2 separate regions of the Ovis aries genome follow, and region 1 is linked to region 2. Evidence: chromatin contacts called from public Hi-C data. All regions are on one chromosome and are shown on one strand. Each heading gives the region's core, a stretch centred on a gene start, on an enhancer-like site or on the middle of the called end of the contact. The rest is flanking DNA. Distances are from core to core; before and after follow the strand shown. Region 1 holds the start of TFRC (transferrin receptor). Region 2 overlaps TNK2 (tyrosine kinase non receptor 2).

Region 1 (6,839 bases), core at 121-2,620, 200 kb after region 2:
CCTACCATCTTGCTGGGGCTTCTCCTTTGCCCTTGGACATGGGTTATCTTTTTTTGGTGGGATCCAACATTCTCCTGTCCTGCCTCATTTATAATCACCAAAATCCAAAAACAATGCAGATATCCTTCAACTGGCAAAAAAAGAGTAAAGAAGCTGTGACACACCTGTTTGATGAGATACTACTGAAGCAAAGAGAGGGAAACTCCTGATACGGGAAACAACCTGGATGAATCTCAAATGGATTACATTGAGTGAATGAAACCAGACTCAGAAGGCCATGATTATATTTATATGAAATTCTGAAAAAGGAGAAACTGTTGGGCTAGAAAACAATTCTGTATTTGCCAGGGGCTGCAAGTTGGGAGAGAAATGGACTACAAAAGTCCATGAGGGAATTTGGGGAGTGAGGGGAGGGTGGATGGAGCTAGTCTAAATCTTGGTTATGGCAGTGATTACAGAACTGTATGTTTGTCAAAACTCATACAACTGTGCACTAAAAAGGGTGAACTTTACTGTGTGTAAAGAAAAAAGTCCTATCAAGGTTTCCAAGTTTCCACTGCACCAAGATTAAATTATCCACCTGACTTCTTTGCCTTGTAAATCTGGTCAGTCCCAGGCAGATCACTTGACTGCTCATGCCACACCTGCGGCGATCAGCAGTGTTCCCTCACCCGCCTACCAGCATTCCACAGACTTTCAGGCTTCCGTGCTTTTTTTGCACTCTTTGCCCCTCACAGCAATGCCTCGCCTTCTGCCGTCCAAACCCGCTAAGTGGCACGTCCTACTCAACACCGCGGTCCTCACTGAACTCTCAGTGCTCTGAGTTTGTGCTACACAATGTCGGGAGGCCCCTCTCTCAGCGCGTTCGCTGGTGTCTGATGAGTTACTCTGATTTCCGTTTCCTTGTCAGCACACTCTCAGGATGCAGCCTCACTCTCCTCCACGCCCATGGCTCAAAATAATGCGCACGGGGCCTAGCCCTCACTAGTGCACCTTCGACGCAAGAAGAGTGACTGCCGAGCTCCGGAAGGAGGTGAGATCTGAGCTTGAATCTGCGTCTGGAAGGGCTCAAGAGGCACCTTCGAGAGAGCTCAGGCCATCAAAGACCAGGGCGAAGGAGAAAGCGGAAGGTGCGGAAGCCCGGAGGGGTAAGGTGACCACCCACAGCCCGATACCATCATGGCGCCCCGCTCGTCCCCACGTACCTTGCCCTCGTAGGACCGCTCCGCCGCGCTCACCGACATGACTTGGATCAGCAGCAACAGGAAGAGGGGCACCAGGAAGCCGGCGGCGGGTACAGCAACCAAGATGCTGCACAGCAGCTAAGGAGCAGCGCCTCCGGGCAGACCTCCTTGGCCCCGGCCCTAGCATAACCCCGCCCACACGTAGCCCCGCCCACCAGCTCCCTGCCCACCCTGCTGCCTAGGGCCCGTGCCACCTCTAGCATTCTCCATCCTTGACTCTGCCAGCTCACCCCTTCACAGTTCCTCCTATCCCCACCCATCTCTCTGACCCTATCTGTCCTCACCTCGTCTCAGATCAGTCCTGTCAGGCGGCTTCACCGTCTAACCCTGCTCACCATTAACTCTGCCCCCCCCGGTGACCCCGCCCCTCTGTTGACAGCTCCTCGCCACCCTCACTGTTTGGTCGTGGGTCCCCACACCCCAGCGGATACGCGATGGCCTTGTCCATGGAGAAGGATAGGTGGGTCGTACGCACCAGGAAGATCAGGCAGGTGACCAGCATGGCACCCGAGTAGAGGCATAAGGACAGGACAAGCAGCATGAAGAAGCGGAAGTTGCGGTGACCGATGCAGTTATTGACCCACTTGCAGTGGTGGTCAAAGTCCTAGGCAAGAGGGAGAAGGCTCAGGCCTTGACCCAATCTCTGATCCAGGCTCCATCGCCCCCAAATCTTATGCACTCCCTCTAAACCACCTGCCCTTGACCTCATGAAGTGGCTCCCATTCCTAGGGAAAATCTAAGTCTCAAAGTCCTTAACCCTGCTGGCATTCCCCTGTTAGAGCACCGCAGGGCTCACAGAGCTACACGTCTTGTCAAGAGGCTTTGGAGACAGGACCTGCCTGGTCTTCTCTGGGACAAATCCTGGTGTAACTTCAGACAGGACATAGAATATCTCTGGGCATCTGTTTCCTCATCCACTGGGTGGGCCTAATAATAACACGATTGCCCAGCCAGTCTCCCAGGGTTGCAAGGACCAGTTAAGACAGCACATTGCTGAACTGTTGCAGACTGTGCACTCAGAACCCAGGAGACCAGGAGACCCTCTGTTCTAGACATTCAGAAGAGGCAGGATGTTCCCCTGGCTGGTCCTGCAGCCTGCCAAGGGCATTTGGACATCCAGTGCCATTGAGCCTGGGAAGAATAGCAGTGTCTGACCAGGCCCAGCATAGATGTGGATGCCCCTCTACAATGTTAGCACCAGTGCAGAAAGGGGCCAGTCTCCCGGAAAAGGTGCAGGCACAGAGGCAGTGACCTGCCTGAGTGATCAAGAGTGGCTGGGAATTACTGCCACCTTTGGTCTTTAACAGTCCCAGAAGTCATTTCACGCCCACCACTGGCCCCCATGTAAGTAGGCTTCCTGGTCCCAGACAGGTGCCGGGAGAGTAGGTGGGCAGGAGATAGGGGCACTTACCTCCACACAGATGTTGCACCAGGGACAGTGGTAGGTCCGGGGCGGGCGGTGGAAGCAGCACTTTTGGCACCACTGCAGGCGGAAGGCCCTGTGGTTCACCCATACCACATGTACCATCAGGGGCCCCTGTTCATTGGATCCTGGCATGGGAAGAGGATTGAGCAGCAGCCCGAGGCCCTTCCATCAGTCTGCTGCAGCAGAAGGGTGGAGGCGGGCAGCCCCACGACATCCCTGGGCTCAGGAAGCGTGGGGACCAGGTGGCAGGGGAATCCTTAGTCCCCACTGAGCAAGCTGGCCAAGCTTAGAGAGGCTGGTAGTCACAGGGAAAGTGGGTTTCCAGCCCAAGGAGTTCTTCGTGAACTCAGGCCTTTGGTACTATGACCGACGCTTTACGGAATTTGTGTGGTAGGGAGGAGGAAGAGAAAAATCAGCGGTTGTGAACAGCTGGCTTCTCTCCCAAGAAACTTCTGCCCTGGCCCTACCCTCCAAGGAAACTGGAAAACCTCCAAGATTCTGTGTTTGTCACACCTCCATGGCTCAAGAAATGAAGTGGCAGATGCGGGGCCTGAGCAAATGAGGACGTGGGGCGAAGGAGCCCTAAGGCCCCAGTGGTGGTGGGGGGAGATGGGAGGAGCACTTTAGGGATCACCCCTGCAGGCAGGCGCCCCAGGGAGCCAATGTCTCACCTTGATGCAAGATGCCCGGGTCTGAGAAGTTGAGTGAAATGAGACTGAAGAAGGTGAGGATAAAGAGGAGGCCTGCGATGATGGGAAAGGCCCATTGCCCATTCTGGGCCAGCCACCTGCAGCTGAAACAAGAGCAGGACTCAGCCCTGAAGCTCCAGTTCACCTAGTCAGCACCCACAGACCATGAACCCTGCTCTAAATATCCAGGCTTGTGACAGATCCATAGAGACTCCACCAGTCACCCTGTATTACCAACCACCTGCAGCTCCCAAATGCACCAAGCCCTCTATACCTCTAATAGCATTCAGTTCCCTTTGCCTAGAACATCCTGCCTTCCTGACCCCTTTTCTGCACTCCCCCTGCCTCCGTACTATCATTATCTGCTTTCCTTTCTGTTGCTCTGTAAGAAACCAGATAGCTTGTGTGGGAGACTTACGGAAATGCGAAGAAGAGGCCACTGAAAATGACCAGCAGCACCACGTTGAAGGCGGCAAATAAGCTTGGGAGGACCCAGGGGAGCGGGGCCTGAGGTGAGGGGTGGGGCTCCTTCATGAGCGGCATGTCATCCTTCAAGAGCGGCATGGCTGGACCTCCTGTGCCCCCAGGGGAGATGAGAGTCAGCAGGCTCCCTTCCCACTGCTGGCTCTGGGAGCCCCATGGCCACAGCAGCCTTAGAAGCCACAGCCCAGTGTGGAAGAAAAGGAGTCCCAGTGTGACATCACAGAGGCTGAGGAGAATGGGGCTAGCGGCTCTCCAGCGCAACTGTCTGCAGCCAGTGAGCATCACTCCTGACAACAAACCACATCCCTGCTTGTGCTGGGGACTGAAGGGTCCTGTCCCTGCAAGGTTGGCTTCAAGACCACGTGAGATTAGAGAAACGTGGGGAGAAGATGGGTGATGCTGCTCACCCTTTCAGGATCAGTGCTCATCAGAGGAAACAGTGTTCATCGTTCTGTCTCCATCTGTTCCTTTTTTGTTATTACAAAATCTCACTTTGGGAGAGGAGGCAGCTAAATCTTCCCTTGTTTCCAGGGTTGGCTTCATGACACAAGTCTGGTCAATGAGACAGAGTAGATGTTGCAGGGTTTCTGGAAAGGCTTTTGCTTTCCTGATTAAAGGGGGGGAAAGACACGGTGCAGTTTTGCCCCTTTCTTCCTGTTTTGAACCTAGATGTGCTGGCTGGGTCCACCTCAACCCATAAGGCAATAAGTCAACACGGGGCACAGACAGAGTGATAGTAATGACATTGAGTCACTGCCCCAAGCCTTGAACTACCTCACTTTGAGCTGCTTATTATGTGAGGAAATGACTGGGTTTTCTGTTACATACAAGTGATACTTGCCATTTGCTTTAGCCACTGAGCATCAGAACCTGCCTGTGTTTGGAGGATTCCCTGAGCTGCAAGTCTTGATGAAGGCAAAGACTGTTTCTCCAGCCCAGCTGGACCTGAAAATGCCAGACAGCCACATTTGAAACTTTTCTTGCAGCTAGCACACAGGCCTGCGGCTTGGGTGCCTCAGATTAGCCTCAGAACCGAGGCTGCTGCTACTGCTAAGTCGTTTCAGTCGTGTCCGACTCTGTGCGACCCCATAGGCAGCAGCCCACCAGGCTCCGCCGTCCCTGGGCTACCACCAACCAACTGAGGAGGCCACTGAGATGAAGTCACTGTCTTTTTAAAATTTAGACCATGACCTCTGTTTAGAACCCTCCAATTGTTCCCAGCCCCCTCAGAGTAAAGTCCAAAGTTCTTGCCAAGGCTTACAAGGCCGTTTCTGGTCTTTCCCCACTGACTCTGACCTCATTTCTCAACACTCAGCCCCTTACTCACTCCACACCAGCCAGGCACTCAGCACTCCTTGCTGTTCCTCAAACACACCTGGTATATTCCAGTCCTGGGTTCTTCACACTAACTCTTCTCTTTCCCTGGAATTCTCTGCCACATATATTCTCAGGGCTTGCTCCCACACTTCATTGTGTTCTTTGCTCCATAACTTGATCTTTTGTATCTCCTTAAATTACTTATGAAATTAAATATTTTATATATCCATAGATCATTTTATTGTAGCTTTGTGAATTGCCTTTGTATACCTTTTTCTTGTTTATATTTCAAATGTGGAGTATTTTTATCTGTTTTTTATTGTGGTAAATATACATATGTTATTATAAACCATCAGTACTATCCACTCCAGAACTTTTTCATCATCCCAGGAGGAAACTCTTTACCATTAAACAATAACTCCTCACTCCACCTCCCCCCAGTTCACGGTAACCACTGTTTTACTGTCTGTCTCTATGAATTCGACTATTTCTCACAAAAGTGGAATCATACATCTGTCCTTTTGACTCTTCCTTATTCCACTTAGCATAAGGTCCTCAAGATTCATCCTTGAGCTTTAGCAGTCCTAGAAGTTGGTATGTTGCAACATGTATTGGAATTTTTTTGCTTTTTAAGACTGAACAATATTTAATTGTATGCATATGCCGCATTTTGTTTATTCATTCATCTGCTGATAGACATTTAGACTGTTTCCACCTTCTGGCCATTGTGGATAATGTTGCTATGAACATGGGTGCACAAATGTTTACTCAAGTTCCTGCTTTTCAGTCTTTTGGGTATATATCCAGAAGTGGAATTTCCGGGTCATACGGTAATTCTATGTTTAGTGTTTTGAGGAACTGCTGTAGTATTTTCTATTACAGCTGCATTGTTTTACATTCCTGCTAACAATGGACAAGGACTCCAATTTCTTCACATCCATGCTAACGCTTTTTGTTTTCTTCTATTTCTGTTTGTCTTTTGTAATATCTATCCTAATAGGTATAAAATGATATCTCACTGTGATTTTGATGGAAGTGTTGGGTTTTTCTTTCAGATTTGCAGGAGCTCTTTTATCTTAAAAAGTCTAGCTGTGTTTATTACAAATATGTTCCCAATTTATTGTCTTTTAATTTTGCCTGCAATGTTTAGTGTAAAGTTTTTGTTGTTTTTATGTAATCAAATCTATGGATCATTTCCTTAGCGTTATCTTACCTTATTTTCCCTTCTTCTACCTGATATTTATATTTCTTGTTTTCTTTTTCATTTAACTCTTAAGCCCATCTGAAAGTAATGTCAGGGTAAGATTCTAGGTGAAGGTCTAATCGTGTTTTTTCCCCGCATCATTATAATCAATTGTTCCAGCATCATTTATGGAATAAATGTTCCTTTCCCTCTATGACAGATACTAAGTTCTTCATACATACTAAGATGTGCAGGTAACTCTGTGAGGTGCCTCCCAGAACCCTCTCAGGAATGAAGAGCTTACTCCCCCAACACTAGAAAACTTCCTCAGCTTCGGAGATTGCCTCCCCTAAAGAAAATTGTCTCACCCAGGGTCCCACCTCTTTTCAGGGACAGCTTGCATCCACGGAGTGGTCCAACATGAGGATATAAAGGTCCAGATGCTTTTCCAGTGGAAGACAATTCTGAGGAGCCATCCTAGCCCCCGTGTGACCTTG
Region 2 (5,995 bases), core at 2,828-5,327:
CCCATGGGTCTGGGCCTGAAGTTTTGGGACTTGTTTGTTGAGCAATGACTTCACACGATCCCTTCATCTGACATTTGGCCCAAGAGACCGCAGTGTCACATGTTGCCAATAGGTGGTGCTGCCTAACACAAAAGCACTCTTGTCCAGGCGTTCTGAAGATGGGTTTCAGAGCTTATGATGTAAAACTAATAACTGCTTGCGAGGCTGTGCAGACACAGCATTGCCATGTAAGGGCACGAGGACGATTCTACCACCTACCACGACCACTGCCATCGCTGCACAAGAACAGCCACTTCAATACCAACGTAGGAAGACGAAAATCTCAGGATACAGACAATCACTGTAGCGGAGTAGCACATTTTGAGAAAAAGTTGTTCGGTTCTTATTCTTAACATTGCACCTCAGGCCAGTGAAAACTTGACCCTAGACCAGCACAGGCCCCGGACTGGCCTTCAGAACCCCTGTTCTAGCCAAGGATTTAAGGAGTTGGTGGCCTCTTCATTTTCCAAGTTCAAATTTCTGTAAAAGTCAATTTGCTTCAAGAACACCTTTATTTTCCTAGTGTGCAGTGAGACACGACGCACTAGACCTTTGCTCCACTCATGGCCACAGTGAAGCAGCAAGTCACTTTAAAGCAGAGCCATCCCTCTCTTTTTAAAGAATTGTATTGAAAAAAAGTACATTTACAATGCTGTATTTTATTTCTGCTGTAGAGCAAAATGACTCAATTATACATCAAGGTGAAGTTGCTCAGTTGTGTCCAACTCTTTGCGACCCCGTGGACTGTAGCCTACCAGGCTTCTCTGTCCATGGGATTTTCCAGGCAATAGTACTGGAGTGGACTGCCATTTCCTTCTCCAGGAGATCTTCCAGACCCAGGGATCGAACCCGGGTCCCCTGCATTGTAGACAGACGCTTTACCGTCTGAGCCACCATATATTATAATTTTTAAGCATTTTTGACGTGGACTATTTTTAAAGTTTTTATTGAATTTGTTACAATATTGTTTCTATTGTCTATGTTTTGGTTTTATTTCATTTTTTGGCTTTGAGGCATGTGGGATCTTAGTTCCCCGGGAAAGGATCGAGTCCATCCCCCCTGCAGGGAAGGTGACGTCCTAACCAGTGGACCAACAGAGAAGTCCCCATATACACATTTTCATACTCTTTTCCATTATGATTTATCACAGGTTATTAGATACAGTTCCCTGTGCTATACAGTAGGACCTTGTGGTTATCCCATGTCTCTTAAAGACACAGGTCTGACCACATTATTCCTCTGCCACCTCCCTCTGTCTGTTAGAGGACTCAGCATTTCACACCAGTGTCTTCAGTTTCCAGCCCTAGGATCCACTCACTAGGATCACACAATGAAAGTCACTTTCAACCCACCCCAGAAAGTTAACAAAAGGAGGAGTGCTAGCCTTGCCAACTGTTGTTCTCAGGGCAAGCCAGTTTGCATCCCCACAGGATATGAGTGCTGTTTCCCACACCTACCATGCTGTCCTGTCCCCTCACCTTCTTGGCGCTTACCTATTCCTCCCCATCAGGTCAGCACAATGTCTTCCTCCAGGGAGCCACCTCCTCTCTCATTCCAAGGCATGTAGCATGTAATGAGTACGCATAGTCTTGCTGCAATGCCACAGTCCCCCTGGGCACAGACTATGTCTCTTTAACTTGTATCCCCTCTTCAAGGCTTGACACAAAGAAGGTATCCAGTGATTCCTCACCGATTTACTGATGCTCCGTATTGGCAAACTTGGGTCAGCTCTTTCAGTATCTTTCCTTAAGATCTTTTCAATAAACCCAAGAGATGCTGGCAGAAGCTGGCAGCCTGACCAGAAACGAGAAAAATGGCAGGAAAACCTAGAATTCAGGGAGCTGTGTCTCTGGCAAGAAAAGTACATTGGTTCTCCTGACCCCCTGAGGAAACTCCGGATGCTTTGGTATCCCCCTTATAAAATATAATTCTGAAATGTATTAGCTCTGTCATCATTCACCAAAAAACTTTTTTTTTTTTAAGAAGTGAAGTTGCTCAGTTGCGTGTAACTCTTTGTAATCCCATGGACCGTAGTTTACCAGGCTCCTCCGTCCATGGAATTTTCCAGGCAAGAGTACTGGAGTGGGGTGCCATTTTCTTCTCCAAAAAATGACATTTTTTAATGGAGCTAAAAGTGCCCATGATCTGTAACTAGAAGTGACTTGCTAGCAAAAAACAAATTGTTTCCAGATAAGAGGGTAGGTGAAAGAAGAGATTTGTACACTTAAGAGTTGTTCAGTGTATAATGCAAGCTATCAATAGGCAGGAATATGAAGAAACAGAATTTGTTATGATTATAGTTTACCGGGTAATTCCCATGGCCAGTCACCTAGCAAAGTGTTTCACCTACCTGACTTCACTTAATTCTCACAACCGTTCTATAAAGTGGGAATTACACTCTCCCCCAGTTTAGACTCAGAAAAGTTGTCATTTTTCCAAGATTCAACAACTGAGAATGAAATCCAGGTCTAGCAGCAAGGCCCAAATACTTTTTCCTTTCCTATGACAACACGCTTTTTCCTGGTGTGCAGCGGTCTGTGGGGTCAGAGAGTCAGACATGACTAAGCAACTGAACTGACCTGATAATATATTTGATTAATTTCTTTAAATGGCAGCTAAATATAATTTAATTCCTGCCTTTGTGAATAGCATACTCAGAAAACATTTGCGTCCGAAGGCTAAAGATCTCCTAGGGGGCCTACTCCACAGCCAACCTGGAGCCCCAGACACTAAGGAGGACAACTCAGGAACATCTTGAATTGCCTGTTTTTAATAAACCCAAGCCATCAGCTTACTTTATGACTTACCTCTTTTCCCTAAGTTCAGATGATAATATGATAAAGCTCAAAAGGGTACACTTCTTCTTTCACTAAATTCCTTAAAACCAGTAAGAAACAGATTAATAATCTAATTTTTAATGGGTCAAAGCTATTAATAAGTAGCTCATAGAAAAGAGATATAAATGGCCCCACTTAGAGGAGTGCATTTTAAAACACACCATTTTCCACGTGTCAGACTGTCTAAAGTCAGAAAGCTCTGATAACACACGGAAAGCTCTCACACACTGGTGACTGTGACACTGGGAAGACCCTCCTCTGTGGGGAGAAAGCGGGCAGGATTCCTCAGGAGCTGTGTACTCTGGTGCAGGAGCACCGCTTCTAGGAACTCATCCTTCAGACTGCCTTGCGAGTGACGAATAACCCACATTCACCGTTTTTTGCTGCAATGACTGTAACTGTTGAGGACTGGGAACAACCAAATAGCTCACCATCCAAAAGGGCCTGGTTAAACAGAGAATGGTTCAGCCGCATCCACGCAGCCCTAGAGAATGGTTCAGCCGCATCCACGCAGCCCTAGACAAGCCTGGGGAAGCTCTTTCAGTATGGCTAAGGAGCTCTTCACAACACTAAGTGAAAAAAACAAGAAACATGGGAAACTGAGGATGAAGGCAGCCTCGGGAAGAGGGGAGGTGGCAGCTGGGGTGGGAAATCTCACCGTATACGCCTTAGTATCTTCTGCATTTTGAACCAAGTGAATTATTAGCTATCCAGAAAATTAAAATGCTTATACATATTGAGGCCTTCCATGCTTAAACAAACAAAAGGGCTTCCCAGATAGTGCTGGTGGTAAAGAACCCGCCTGCCAATGCAGGAGATACAAGAAACACGAGTTTGATCCCTGGGTCGGGAAGATCCCCTGGAGAAAACGACATGGCAACCCACTCCAATATTTTTTTTTTTTTCAGTATTCTTGTCCAGAGAATCCCATGGATAGAGGAGCTTGGTGGGCTATAGTCCATAGGGTTGCAAAGAGTCAGGTATGACTAAAGTGACTTAGCATGTGCCAAAAAAATTTCTGGCTTAGGTCCAGCTAATTGAGTTACTTTACTCTGTCCCACAGTGTATCCTGCCTCACAGAACTCCAGAGATAAAACTTAAGGGACACTGAATTAGGTGGGTTCTGTCCTCAGCCAGCCCAGGAAAGGGAGAGACTCCTTAGGGTCAAAGAGGCCTGTACTTCCTCTTCTTCATCAACAGATGGCGCTACAGGGCCTGCTGCCTGGGATAGACGGCAGTAGCTTGGGGAGCCCTGGAACCTCAGGCAGCTGACAAAAGAAACAGGCAGACACAAATAAGTAACATAAAATAGAAACTAACTTTATTTCTCTGGAAGAAGCAGATATTCATAGCTGGGGCAGCAACTTTGGCGACAGACTGGTGGGAAAACACGGAACAGCAGAGGGGAAGAGCTGGGTCAAAGAGGAAGCACTGGTGTCCCTCCAGGGCAGCTGCCCCCTTGGTCTCCTTCCAATCCTGGGCCCTGGGGCCCTGGTCCCTGCCAGGGAATGAACTGGCACCCCAGCTCTGCTACCTGAGCCACCTCAAGCTATTTTCAGGCACAAGATCCTAAGACCGGCCAAGTCCCATAATACGTGCATGGTGAGGCCACATTCTGTTCGACAGGGCTCCCTGGAAAGGGCCTAGCCCTGTGAAGGGCCCCCACCCACTCCCTGGTCCACCTCTCTGTATGGCCAACACATCCTCCTGGCCCAAGGTCAAGTCTGGCTTTCCCGCCGGCAAGGCCTGGCCACACCCTTTAGCCACAGGCTCCACCAGGGACTAAAGCCCAGAGGCAGGTGAGCTGCAGGGCCTGCTGAGGCCGACCCCAGCCTGCCTTCAAGAGGCTCCCTCCTGCACCTTGGCTGGGGCACCATGGGCTCTAGAGCTGCAGGGGCAGCACTGGGGGAGCGAGGGACAGGCAGGGCGGGGGTCCCAGCTCCCTGCTGCCGTGGCCTCACTCTGCCACTGGGGGCCGTGGGTGCAGCAGGTCCTCCAGGCCTGGCAGGGAGTCTCCCCGGCCCCCTCAGACGGACAAGCTTAAGTGATTCCTTCAGGGCAGATCCTCTGGCTCTTCAGGCATCTCAGCGCCTAAAGGATGGGAAACAATCAGAAAGCCTTCCATCAGAAGGGGTCAGTGCAAGAGGATGGAAGGTCCAGGGTGAGCAGGTACGAGAAGGCCTCTTGGTGCTGGCCAAAGGAGTTGAAAATGGGTGGTTCTAGGCAATAACATTGGAATTTATCATTCTGTATGCCTTCTTTAATAAGCTAACTGTGTATCAATAACTGATGCAAATGAGTAAGAATAACCACAAGGTAACGGTTAACATTCAGTGATGGACAGCGTCCTGTATGACAGAGGCATCCCTCATTAATTCTTCTAAAAATTTCTATAAGGTTGGAACTAACACTGATACACATGTTACAGATGAGTACCCTGAGAGATCAGGAAAGGAGCATAAGTTGACACCATATGTGAACAGGGCGCTGGGCTCCAATCAGGCTGTCCTGCCAGGGGACTCTTGACACCCCACACCCCGCCAGCACTTCCTCCCAGGGTAGAAGTTCACTTTTGACTCAATAAAACTTTCATTGGTATTTACACTCTACATCAAGTTTGCTATTAATATACATCTATATATTAATGTCAGATTACATATACATTTTTTATAGGAAAAGTAATGGATTTTTTTTATTAGACATTCCTTTAAAAAGGCATTAAAACTTTAGGTGTTATTTTAAACACAAATAGGAAATGAGGAGGTAAGAAGTATTTGTTTAAATTATTGGATCCTAAACTGCTGCTCGCTAGAGCCTGATTAGGAAGCAAGCCCCCTACAACCAGAGTGGCTCCGATTCCTCTCACTCATTAGTTCATCTGAACACCGAAGCTATGAAGTCAAGACAAATGTGCTTAAGAGAAACTGTTTTCCTCGAGAACTGCCTGTCTTGTGGGACTGGGACCCCCTCCCTTCTCCTGGCCTGGGGCCCTGTGTCTGGCCGTGCAATGTTGGCTACTCCCAGGGTGGCTGCTCTAGGAAGCCCGGGGACAGGAAGACGGCAGATGCAGGGTTTGCTCACTTGTGGTGGGCAGGGCCACAGGAGCCCAGCAGGTGGCA

The links. A called contact is a pair of places that touch in the nucleus more often than the background predicts.
Region 1: a contact with region 2 is called in a Hi-C map of hypothalamus, with 2.8 times the contacts expected there. The contact joins the promoter of TFRC here to the enhancer-like site in region 2. A contact is called at or near these places in 7 of 16 Hi-C or Micro-C datasets (blood, hypothalamus, liver and 2 more).

The regions. Positions count from the first base shown.
Region 1 is chr1:191,633,024-191,639,862 of ARS-UI_Ramb_v3.0, forward strand. TFRC (transferrin receptor) reads right to left here and starts at 1,371. Exons shown (of 19, transcript XM_042232713.2): 1 at 1,206-1,371. The coding sequence starts at 1,371. ZDHHC19 (zinc finger DHHC-type palmitoyltransferase 19) reads right to left here and starts at 3,963. Exons shown (of 4, transcript XM_060419143.1): 1 at 3,778-3,963; 2 at 3,342-3,463; 3 at 2,656-2,795; 4 at 1,461-1,848. The coding sequence starts at 3,923. The coding sequence ends at 1,582.
Region 2 is chr1:191,432,089-191,438,083 of ARS-UI_Ramb_v3.0, forward strand. It overlaps TNK2 (tyrosine kinase non receptor 2), which reads right to left. Exons shown (of 16, transcript XM_042232698.1): 15 at 5,958-5,995; 16 at 4,176-4,967. The coding sequence ends at 4,961. Among named protein-coding and RNA genes, the nearest start is that of TNK2, 43 kb to the right of the region's middle. Within about 2 kb of position 4,078, at least 10 of the 54 cell types and tissues checked have an H3K27ac peak or open chromatin away from gene starts, as enhancers often do. A contact at or near this core is called in hypothalamus, where this site is marked.